Regions from separate parts of the Mus musculus genome. Here all the other regions are linked to region 2. The links are chromatin contacts, called in public promoter capture Hi-C maps. All regions are on one chromosome and are shown on one strand. Each heading gives the region's core, a stretch centred on a gene start, on an enhancer-like site or on the middle of the called end of the contact. The rest is flanking DNA. Distances are from core to core; before and after follow the strand shown. Region 1 holds the start of Ptma (prothymosin alpha). Region 2 holds the start of Stk25 (serine/threonine kinase 25 (yeast)). Region 3 holds the start of Psmd1 (proteasome (prosome, macropain) 26S subunit, non-ATPase, 1).

The links. Promoter capture Hi-C pulls out the DNA fragments that hold promoters and counts their contacts.
Region 1: a promoter capture Hi-C map of cranial neural crest shows a contact between it and region 2. The contact joins the promoter of Ptma here to the promoter of Stk25 in region 2.
Region 3: a contact with region 2 is called in a promoter capture Hi-C map of pre-B cells. The contact joins the promoter of Psmd1 here to the promoter of Stk25 in region 2. A contact is called at or near these places in 1 of 39 promoter capture datasets (pre-B cells) and 1 of 484 Hi-C or Micro-C datasets (CD4 T cells).

The regions. Positions count from the first base shown.
Region 1 is chr1:86,524,619-86,528,620 of GRCm38.p6, reverse strand. Ptma (prothymosin alpha) reads right to left here and starts at 2,064. Exons shown (of 5, transcript NM_008972.3): 1 at 1,671-2,064. The coding sequence starts at 1,715.
Region 2 is chr1:93,633,463-93,637,353 of GRCm38.p6, reverse strand. It overlaps Stk25 (serine/threonine kinase 25 (yeast)), which reads left to right and starts at 1,627. Exons shown (of 12, transcript NM_021537.3): 1 at 1,627-1,807; 2 at 1,971-2,056. The coding sequence starts at 2,027.
Region 3 is chr1:86,062,986-86,066,488 of GRCm38.p6, reverse strand. It overlaps Psmd1 (proteasome (prosome, macropain) 26S subunit, non-ATPase, 1), which reads right to left and starts at 1,870. Exons shown (of 25, transcript NM_027357.2): 1 at 1,684-1,870. The coding sequence starts at 1,699.

The sequences.
Region 1 (4,002 bases), core at 815-3,314, 7.1 Mb after region 2:
CTCCACAGCCCAAAGGAAATAAACTAGCACTCTGGGCCCTGCGGCTTCGGGGCCGGACCACTGGGTAACTTTTCCCACTACGACGGCTGAACGGTCGGCTCGGTCGGGGCCCAGGAACATGGTCCAGCTAATTCCGCCGGTGCACCGCTGGGTTACCTGCCGGCAATGGTGGGTTCGCGCCCACCGGAGGCCTGCCTAGGACCCCACTGCACCCGCTTCCGCCCCCTGGCGGCCGAAGCCCGGGGGAGTGAGTGGGGGCGGGGTGGCAGCGGTGCGCAGGCGCATAGCTCACCCAGCGAACTACGCGCGCGAGCCTCTTGCACGCACCGCGCGCAAAGAGCACGTGGCCCGGGGCGCCAAGTGCGCCCTGTGCCCTGGAGACCCGAGGTCCGCTTTCATCCAGGGGAGCGGAGTCACCCACTGGAGAAAGCCCGCTCCGTGCTGCCCCCTGGGGTCCTGCCTGTGAGGGGCAACACGCGGCTTCCGGCTCCGATTTTGGCGCCAAGCTCTCGCGGTAGGTCACCAGGGACTCGGAGCTCCTCGGCTCCGACCCTCGAGACCTTCGGGGGGGGCGCTCCCTAGGAGCGCTGGACCTCGCGGGAATTCACCTGAGACTCCCGCCGAGGGCGGAGGTGGGACCATGCTTGCTACAAAGTGTTACAGCGGTGGCGGGCATCGCTCCAGAGCGCGCTCTGCACGGGGTCGCACCAGCCGAGGGAGATGGCGAGCCACGGGAGTTTAAAGAAACAAGGCGACTGGGACTGAGTCCCCACTGCGGGACAAGCGGGGTGCGAACATCGAGGTGTTTGAAAGCAACGAGTCCGAACCGAACACGGCTGAGGGTGGAGAAGACTCCACCGGGAGGGCGAGCCCCTGCCTCAGGACCCCAGCCAGGACCGCGGTGCTGCGCGGGCTTCTAGACCGCCACGGCACCACCGCAGCTGGGGAGCCGTGGGGGGGCGTCCAGCCGCTCCGCAGCTTCACTTTCTATTTCCTCCCCCTCTCGCGTGGGCTCGCCGCCCGGGCCCAACCCCGTCAGCAATGACTGACCCTGCGACGAGGTCCGCCGCCGCGGGGACAAACACGACCACCCGCGTTCACCCGTGGCTGCGGACCAGACCCTTAGGTGTCGCGGTCAGAATCCCCCCAGCGCAGCACGCCGCCCCATCCGCGTCATCCCGGATAACCGGTGGCCGGCCCGCTATAGGGCGCGAACCCGGGCGCCTAACAAAGAGCGACTCGGCCGCGGGCGCCCTCAGCTCGCCGGCGCCGCACACGCGCCCCCCACACTTCCGACTGCGGACGCGCCGGAGTTTCAAAGTTATTTCCGTGCGCCGCGGCCCCGCGACCCCGGCCCCGAGAGCGCTCAAACCATTCGCAAACAAGTTTCGAGAATCCGCGTCTCGGCCCTCCCCGTTTGCGTCCGAGTTCCGAGGCGACCCCAGGCCATCGGCCAGCTCCCGACGGCGGCACCAATGCCCGCGCCGCTTCGCGCCCCCTCCCCCGCACACAAAGAGTGTTGCCCGGGGCCATCGCGCCGCTGGAGGGTGGCGGGGTCGCCTGGAAAAGCGTTTGCGTGATGCTTTCCTGAAAGCCCGCAACCACGCGCCCCAACGCCGCCCGGGCGACGGCGCGCAGACCCCGAGGGGGCGGGCGGCGTCCAGCCTCACCTTGGTGGTGATCTCGGAGCTGGTATCCACTGCCGCGTCTGACATGGTGGGGCACGCCGGTGGTCCGATGCCGCGAGTGAGGGAATTAAAAGTCGAGTTCGAGGACTCTGGCGAGAGAGCTGCCGGAGTCCGCGCTGGAGGAGGCGGTGGGCGGCGAAGGTGGCTGCAGCGAGCGCGGAGCACGACCCAGGAACAATGCAAAGATGGCTTTTCGGAGCAGCCAGTGGGGGACTCACGCGGCGCCAGAAGCTTTAATATAGATTAGTGGGCGGTGCTCAGCCACCCTAGTCCCGGCGCTATTGGCTGAGCGCAGGGAGCGGGCGTCCTCTCATTGGCTCGATTCCGAACAATGGGCAAGTGAGCTTAAAGCGGCAGTGCCTCGGCTTGGCGCGCGCTGCGCAGTCCCCCGCCGCACTGTCATTCAGAGTGTTGAATTTTGTTGGGTCTCGCCACGCCGGAGGGGGGTCGCGCGCGTGCGCGCTCCCGCAGCTGTTTTGCTAAGGCCTCTGACGCAGAAAGCTAAAGCGCGGCAAAGCTGCCCGCCCAGCCCCGGTCCTCCCCCTCCCTCGCGACTGCTCGGAAGAAGGAGGGGGAGGGAGGGAGGAGGGGGAGCGGGAGCACTGCCCGCCAGGGGGAGGGGGAGGGGAAGGCGAGCGATGGGCGGCGCTTGCCCCGGGCGGTGTCCCGCGTGGTTCCCGCGCCCGGGACCTGCCCGCACCGAAGAGCAAGTTGTCCCAGTTCAAGTGAACATCAGTCCACACAACGGGGTGACTGTGACTCGCACCTTCCGCCCCGTCCTCCTTTCCCTCCGCCTCGATGACACTAGTGATCCCCACCGCCCACCACTGTCCCGCCGTCCAGGGTCAGCTCCGGAGTGGGCCTCGCGCCCTGCACACTTGGGGGGACTCATGCGAAAGTCCCGGTGTCCTCGAGCGAGACAGGCCTGGGGCCTCACGCCACAAGGCGGTGTCGCGCCTCAGGGCTCTCTGGTCAGCGTCTGCTGTAAGAGGTCACTGCCGTCGCGACAGCTCTTAACATCATCCAGAGCCCCGCCCGGCCATCGAGTTTACCCCTCTCCCCTAACATTTTGCAGGCTCCAGTGGGCATATGAACAGTGTGCAACTGGGAGAAACTTGTCTCCCCGGCCATTAGGACTAGTCCTTGAAGGGGTTCCTTCAAACTTGAGCCATTTACGGTACCACGCGGAGCCTGAGAAAAGAAAAACCATAAAGACGCCACACTCAAGATGGCGTTGGACTCGGCAAGCGTGGCGTGACGTGGCGACTCGGCTCACGCGAACAACTTCAAAATACTATATTACTCCATTTTTAGCGCTGTCTCACTTGGCTGTCGAACTAAGGAATTTGCCCTGTGAGAAGAGCGACCAGAATGGCTATAAACGGGTTCGGAGAAACGACTTCGCCACACTCAAGATGGCGGCAGATAGCGTCCGACTGTGTGTCGCCAGGAGGGGGCGCCCGACACGGAAGGCGGGACTTGGGAGAAACCCGCACACACTGGCTGAGAGTGGCGGGCGAACACAAAGTTGACGCTTTGCGCCCTGCCATTGGTCATTCCTGCTGTCTGTCTCCTGGGGGCCGTGGAATCGGGAGTGAGGAAAACCCGGAGTCTTGAATCGGGGAGGGTGAATGGGTGCCAAGTCCCTTAGAGCTTTGAGGTCGAGGCGAGGAGACTGAACTGCCCTTATGGCTCACCCCCGGCGTTTGGGCCCATCCTCACCCGGAGGCCCCTATGCGGAGCTTGAGGAGAGGAGAGGAACGTGCAGTGTCGGGAAACTGTTGCAGTTGGACCCAGGGTCGGCCCGCGAGCCGCACGTGGCCGGCCCGCATCCCCGCGCGCACGTGCCAGTCCCGCCACCAGCCGCTTGGGCCTGTGTGAGCTTTTCCTTTAAGGAGAAAGCCTTGCCGCCGCCCTTTGGCCTGCGCTCACTCCCGTTGTCCAGCGGTTGCTCCTGTCCTGGCAGCCCCTGGCAAGGGAGGGTGTGAAGGCCCCCGGGGTCTCGCTCTTCTCGGAGCACACTAATGGCCGGAGACGGTTATCGCGCCCCAGCGCCCTAGGTTGCACAAACTGCCTGAGTCCGAACTGCCCCACCCCCGCCAGCGGGCTTTACTGTGATGAGGATATGGAGCTTAAACAGGGAAGGGCCTTTGAGCTGCAGCTGCCCAGACCCCTTTTTTGTAGATAGGGAGGGACGGTGCTTCAATATAAACAGAAAGGAGGATGCTTTCTACCTGGTGCTTATCCATTAAGCTCCCGTTATTCTCTAGAGGATTGTTCCATCTACAAAACCCAGATGCACAAAGAGCTTGGC
Region 2 (3,891 bases), core at 378-2,877:
GACCCAAGAACAAAGCAATAAACCAATACGAAGTTTAATCTCATGAGTAGGGCTTTTCACATGAAGTCTGATGGTTCATATGGATAACCCCAGCATTTGGGAGGCAGAGGCAGAGGCAGAGGCAGAGGCAGAGGCAGAGGCAGAGGCAGAGGCAGAGGCAGAGGCAGAGGCAGAGGCAGAGGCAGAGGCAGAGGCAGAGGCAGAGGCAGAGGCAGAGGCAGAGGCAGAGGCAGAGGCAGAACTGCTGTGAATTTGAGGCCAAAAAGGGCCACATAGAGAGTTTTAAGCCAGCCTAGGCTACAGAATGAGGTCCTGTCTTAAAAATCAAAAATAAAGGCCTACAGAGATTCCTCAATCATTAAGAATTCTTGTTGCTCTTCCAGAGGACCAGAATTTAGTTCTAGCACCCATGCCATTCAGCATATGACCCTCTGCAACTCCAGATCCAGGCCTTTTCAGATCTCAGTAGGTTCCTGTTCACATTTAACATACACATATATGTACATAAATAAGTCTTAATAGAGTTGGCCTTGCCTAATTTCAGACTTTTCTATAGGAGGGATAGGTAGGCTGAAGGCCATCCTACAGATGATCTTTTTCAGGGGCAATAAAAATATTTGCCCCTATTGTTGATGCCTTGGGGCGGGGGAGGGGAGGAAACCAAGGTGCTTCAGGATCCAGGGCAGGGCTGTTTGCTGGAAGTCTATTTTCTTCTGGGGAAAAACACAGCAAAGAAAACCTAATCAACATGTAGTAAAATTTGGCGGTTAAAGAATCTGATGCAAGGTCTTGCATGCAAGGTTTAAGGTTCCAGGATGGTGCCCAGGAAGAAAATCCACCAGAGAACAGAAACAACAAGCCTTTATGAGTTGGGGAGTAGGGACATTATGGTGGTTTGCACTGAGCCGTCATAGGAATGGACACAGTATGGAGCCAAATCTCCCTCCCGTGGAACACTAGGAGACTGCATAGAAGTGGACATTGCTGACTAGTCACTCATACTGAATTCACAGGATGAAAGGCATCTTCCAACCTTTGGAAATCCCCGCTGGACCACACAACTCTTCCCAGCGCCAGGTCATGTCCTGGGGACCTACGATTAAACCTTTTCAGATAGGGAAACTGAGGCAGGAGAGAAGCACTTGTCCAACAATGGGCGACTTTTCTAAGGGCGCGCGTGGGCGTACTCCTTGTGTGTGTGTGTTGCTAAGCGCAGACAAGAAGGTCACACTGCGGTTAAAGCTGGAGCACCAGGATATGAGGGTAATGTGGGTTCGCACTCCAGGCACACAGTATGGGTCTCAGAAGCTTGGCAAACAGAACTGGGAAAATGAGAGGAGGGCTGAAAAAAAAAGAGAAAAAAAAGCCTAGAAAACGTCAAGGCAACTGCGCACGCGCTGCACCCGTCACCGCGCGGCCTGACAGGAGGGGCAGCCCAGCTCGGGCATATCTCAAGGTTCGGATCCAATCTGTGGCGCATTTGTGCCTCTCCACTGACCGCCCACCGCAAGTTCTCCTGGGACTTGTAGTCTGTCGCCATCAGGGCCCCGGAGCACTTGCGTAACACCTCATCCTACCGCGCAGCCTGCTGGGACTTGTAGTCTCAATTTTGCGTGCCCGGGGTACGGGGCGGGCTGCGGGACTCCTAGTCCCACAGAGCTTCGCGCTCGCCACGACGCCCTGCTCAGAGCCGCTGCCTCCACCTCACGGGCTGGGAGGCCTGGGCGTTCCGGGAGACCGAATTGCGGTGTGAGCCGCCGTGGGGACTGCGAAGCGGGCCCGGAGTCCGAGATGGAGCCGCCCGGAGGTGGGCGCTGCCAGCGGGCCTCGCCTGAATGTTGGGGAGGCCGGGCACGCCCTGAGGGCGGGTCGGGGGCCCTGGGCGCGGGACCGGAGGTCGCGGGTGGAGGGACGCCACGGAACGGGTCCCCCTGGCCACTGTTGACCGAGCGGCCTGCGGTTTCTCGCAGGTGCTTGAGGCGAGCGGGCGGAGCGGCTGCGACGGACTGGTCACGTCAGCGGGGACATGGCTCACCTCCGGGGCTTCGCGCACCAGGTGAGTGTGGGCGTCGGCGTGCCCCGAGTCCGTGGTTCGCTGTGGAGCGGATTTGTCCACTTGAGGCGGGAGAGGGGCGGAGGCCGTCTGCCTCGGGGCGCGTCTTGGGGCCGTTGGAACTCTGGCCTGTGCCGAGCCAGCGCCTGCGGAAGACGTGAGCCCCAGGGAACGTCTGCGGGGCGAGCGCTTCTGCTCGGGAGCTGCTGGGGGCAGGTGCAGGAACCTGCCCTGGGCACAACCTGCTTGACCCAGGCTCGGAGCACCTTCCCAGAAGATGGACTCCACCTTCCTTGGCTAACGGGATGGAACCCCGACACGGGACCGCACAGGAGATGAGGGCTGCGTAGGGTCAGAGGGTTCGGTGGTTTGCTCTCTGGACCCCCTTTCTCGCCTTTATTTTATTTGTGGTGTTGTTATTTCAGAGCAATATGACAGACAGCTAGTGAAGTGGAATGAGCTGCCTTGGCGGCTGATTTTCCTCTGGCTTTAGCTGTGGGATTTGCGTTTTAAGGGCTTGGTTTAGATAGGCTTAGGCTTGACAGTTGCACAGTGAAGGAATCAGTTCCTGAGGACAGTGCAGCCGCTCACCCCACCCCACCCTGACCCCCCTTCTCCCTGCATCCTTGAGAACTGGTTGTGTAGACAGGAAGCATGTCCGTCCGCTGCTTGTGGGCAGGAATTGGAGGCAGGGCTCCTTGGAGGAAACCAAACCAGCCTGGAAGACTACTCACAGCTGTTGGGGAGGGCTTTTGGCCCAGCTGTCACAGATGGGATCCCGAGCTTGCTAACTGATGCTGAATTAAGCTAACACATTTTTAATACATTTTGACATTTCGCCTCTAATTATATAACATACTAAGAGAGAGAGAAAAAAAATCTGCCTCTAGTTTATTTTTAAGAGACTTAAGCTTAGCTTATGAAGGTCCCAGGATGACAAATTGGAGCTATGAATTGCGAAGGAGTACAGTAATGATGGCTAGGGGACCTTTCTCAAAGAGAAAACACCCTTTTTGTCTTTTTAGGGGCCTGTGTCCAGCCTAGACATACTTGGCTTCTGAAAGTGACACAAAACCTTTGTAGGGCTGCTTTCTCCCAAGATGGCTGCCATAGAGTCCTATGAAATTGCTCCTTTTGTGTGATAAGGCTTGTACTTTCCCCCTGTAGCCTGTGCTTCTGCCTTAGATTACCTTTTACCCGGCCTGTTCCTGCCCATCTCTGGAAGGACCAGATGGTTCTGGGCAAGCACTGTGTGACTGTGTGTGGTAGATGAGGGAGGATGTGTGCTGAGTTGTTCCTCTTGTTTTGGAGAGGTGATACACAGCAGGCATGTTGGCAGAAAGGCCAGAGGCTGTAAGTATAATATCCCTAGGATGGAATGGAGAGCGAATGGGTCTCAGTTGTTCAGAGTAAGTTAGATGGCTTGAGTGATGGTTCATAACACATTCTGTCCAGAAGAGAAATCTGAGCCACCCAGATCAGCATGCTAGCTGTCTGTGATTGGCTGGGTTTGGGACTAGGGCTGCTTCAAAGGTGTAAATACAGAGACCATGCCAGAAAGGCTCCTATCATACTGTTTCTTAGGCTGACTGGTTCACAGCTATAGGTACCCAAAAAACGTAGACTTTGAAGACTAGGGTTCCCACCTTCCTTGCACAAAGTCTAGAACTCTGGCTTTGGGATCTGTTATTTTCTTTTCCTCTGAGGCAGTGTGAGTGAATACCTGGCCTGAAGTATCCTTCTTCGGCTACTGTAGTGGACAAGTTCTGATTCTAGGTTCCCCCAGAAGAGAGCAATTAAGAATTCTCAGTATGGCTGAGCAGTGTGGGAGGATGTGG
Region 3 (3,503 bases), core at 621-3,120, 7.6 Mb after region 2:
TCTGCCACACACTCGGCAGTGTCCTTAGAATTATGGAAGCAGGTCTCCTGACCAAAATTCTACTCTGGAGTTCAGTGTAACAGATTAAGACAAGTTAACATGGTCATTACAGAACTGTGATGCCAGTTAGTGTTTCTAATAGAGGGATAAAGTCGAGATGAACACTGGAGATTTACAACACCTCGTGAGAGAAAAGGCTAGAGTAGGAACAGAATGTACAAGAACTCTTAAGTAGGAGAGAGGCCGAACAAAAAGTATAGCATGTTTACGATGTAATGGGAATGAGAAATGCTACACAAAGTTCCCAAAGCAAATTTGGAACTAGAGGAATGAGCTTAGACAAAGTATTGGGGAAAAAAAAAGAAAAGTCTTGAGGCTCATAGCCTAGGCAAGAGACAAAGGTGGCCTGGACCACATTCCAAATGAGGTGGCTATCTCTGCGTCCACCCTAACAGTATTCTATTAAGCACCCACACAACTATGATCAGTGAAGCCACCACTTTGAAGACCAGTGGTAATGGCGGGGCCTAAGCCTATTCTTACAAGTGGCAAAAAATCTAGTATTTTCCTCCAGAGCTAATTGGAAAAAAGAAAAGAAAATGCTTCTTTTGATGGGAACTAAAATTCATTGCAATCATCTGTCTCTATCAGGACAAAAGTCTAACTTCAAGTCCAAACACTTCTTCACGTGTTTAAAAATAACCAGCACAGAGTGTAGTAGTACACTACACATTTTTAATCCTAGTATTTAGGAAGCAGGGGCAGGAGATCTCTGTGAGTTTGAGGTCAGCTTGGTCTACACAGTGAGTTCGAGGACAGCTAGAGCTACACAGTGAGACCCTCCCCACCGTACAGCATACTGTCTACTGAGAACCCGTTTGTTCAAAATCAAATACTTGTAGAACAAGTACAGAATAGGAATAACAACCAAGCAAGGGTACGCAAGCAGCCAGGGCTGAGAAAGCATCGAGACTGGGAACAGCTATACGCAGTTCAAGTCTGTAGTGGGCTTGAAAAATCTCCATGTAGAAGTTCATCTCCCTCCACACCTTCCCATTTCAAAAGCCATTACAAGTATCTACCATACAAGTGTGCGAAACCTGCTTTGCAGTCCTGAGGATCTAAACACACACAGTAAGGTGGCTCTCCAGTCAATGCTGCCTTCACTGAACGAGGTTCTTAGGTGAATACGGTAGCACCAAAAACCCAGCCACCTCAAACCTAATTTCGGACTTCCAGGAGAAGATATCTCATGCACAAGCCAGAAGCACTTAGTGTAGCAGTTAGGCTGCCAGGCCAGGACCTGCTATAAGATGCTTACGATGACACCGGGGCCCATCCCAAACCGAAACACCTGCGGGGAAGGATTGGGGGGTCACTCGACCAAGAAGCGGACAGAGAATAAAGGTCCAGCGACCGCCTAGGAGCCCGGTCTGGTCCTGGAACGGGGGTGTGGCTGGAGAGGGACGGCCGGGTGGCTACCTGGTCCTATTCCTACGAACCCCAGGGGCCTGCAGTGACCTGGCCAGTTTCCCAGCCCTCGATCCCCGAGGTGGGCCTCGGGCAGAGGGGCCTCGCAGGCCGGCGCTCGACCCGGAGGTGCCCAGTCACCCGCCCTGACTCAGCTAAACGCCGGCGCGGCGGCGGCTCCTCACTGGGGCGCCTGCTCCCGGCAGCACTCACCGGCTGAAGTGATCATGGCTGCGCCCTGCACTCGCCGATCCACTCGTCCACAGTCCTGGCCAAGCCCTGGATCTGTCAGCTCAGGGCCCGCTTGCTCTACCGCACCTCCAGGGTCCCGGGTGCGCTGCTCAGTCAGTCCCCTCCACAGGCCGCCGGCTCGCTTCTAGCCGAGGACCCCGCCCGCCCTAGGGCTGCCCGCATCTCCGCCTGAGGCTTGGCTCAAATTCACCGCCACGCTGTGTCTTTTATGCAGCTTCCGCCTCTCGAGATCATGCAACAAGGTAAAAAAACATGTCGTTGTTTTTTATAACTCTCCGTGAAGTCAGAGATCTGGCCGGCTGCGAACGGACATTCATTTCTAGTTGCAATCAGGCTTCAAAATAGACACCCTTGCAAAGAGAGGCCCACTCATCACCCGCCATTGCTAAGAGAATGAGTGTTAGGGGAGGTATAAGCATTGCTCGCAGCGCCACCTAAGGCTATGGAGGTCTCACTGCAATAATGCCCACCAACCCAAGACTACAGGGAAGTATTTTCTTAGAAAAGCGACTGAGGCAGAAGGATCTTGAATTCGAGGCCAGCCTGGGCTATAAAAGATCTGCTATCAAAGTAGGGGAAGGTGGTGGTGGGATAATGCTGGAAAGGCGACTTGGTCGCTTAAGTGGTTGCCATAAAAGCATGAAGACCTGAAGTTGAGTTAGGATTCCCAGTGGCCGGTGTAAACCCAGTGCTGGGGGAGGTGAAGGCAGGTGGATATCTGGGGCTTGCTGGCCGGCCTGTGTAGCCGGTTGGTGAGCTCCTGGTCTAGTAAGAGACTCTTGTTTCCAAAAAATAAAGTGGCTGGGTGTTGTGGTTCACACCTTAATCACAGCACTCAAGAAGCAGAGGAAAAGGCAGGAAGATCTCTGTGGATTTAAGGCCAGCCTGGCCTACAAGTGGGTTCCAGGACAGCCAGAGCTACAAAGTAAGACCTTGAGGAGTGTGGGGGTAGGGAAGGAAGAGTGGGAGAGCAATTGAGGAAGACACCCAATGTCAACCTCCGGCCTACTTGCGTATATGTGTATATATGTGTATATACATATACATGTGTATATGTTTGACACAAACTTGCCTCCATGCCTGTGTCTTTCGTACAGCCTCATCCAGCGAAGGCCCCCCTCCCCCCAAATATGAACATACACAAAAATAGACTGTCCAGGTGTCAAACATGGTGGTACACCCCTTGGGAGGCAATGGTAGGCAGATCTCTGTGAGTTCCAGGCCAGCCTCATCTCCATAGTGAATTCTAGTGAAGGAGGAGTCAATTGTGAGACCCTGTCTTAAAAAGGCTGGGTTGGTGGCAGTTCGGAGAGTTGCCTTTAGTGGTTAAGCTTCCAGAGAACCCAAGTACAATTCTGAGCACCCACATCGAGTAGCTCACAACTACTTGTAACTCCAGCTCCAGGGGGTTTGATGCTCTCTTTTGGCCTCCACAGGTACCTATACTCATGGGCACATAGACACACACAAATAAGTAATAAATACCTCTTTAAAAATAGAAAGCCTGTCTCTAAAATACAAAAACTTCACAGTACTTTATTATGATAATGAATGAACTAGTCTATCATAAATAAACAATGAGAATGGGGTGGGGGATCCTATACAATAGCCCAGGTGGTCTGCAAGCTTTCTTTGTAGCTGGGAGGTCCTGGAACTTCTGATCAAGGTCTGATTGGGGAATGCGGGGGATTACAGGTGTGCACCACAATATCTGTTTTTTGCAGCGCTGACAACTGAACCAGGGTCTCATGCATGCTAGATAAGCAACACTTTAACTGAAC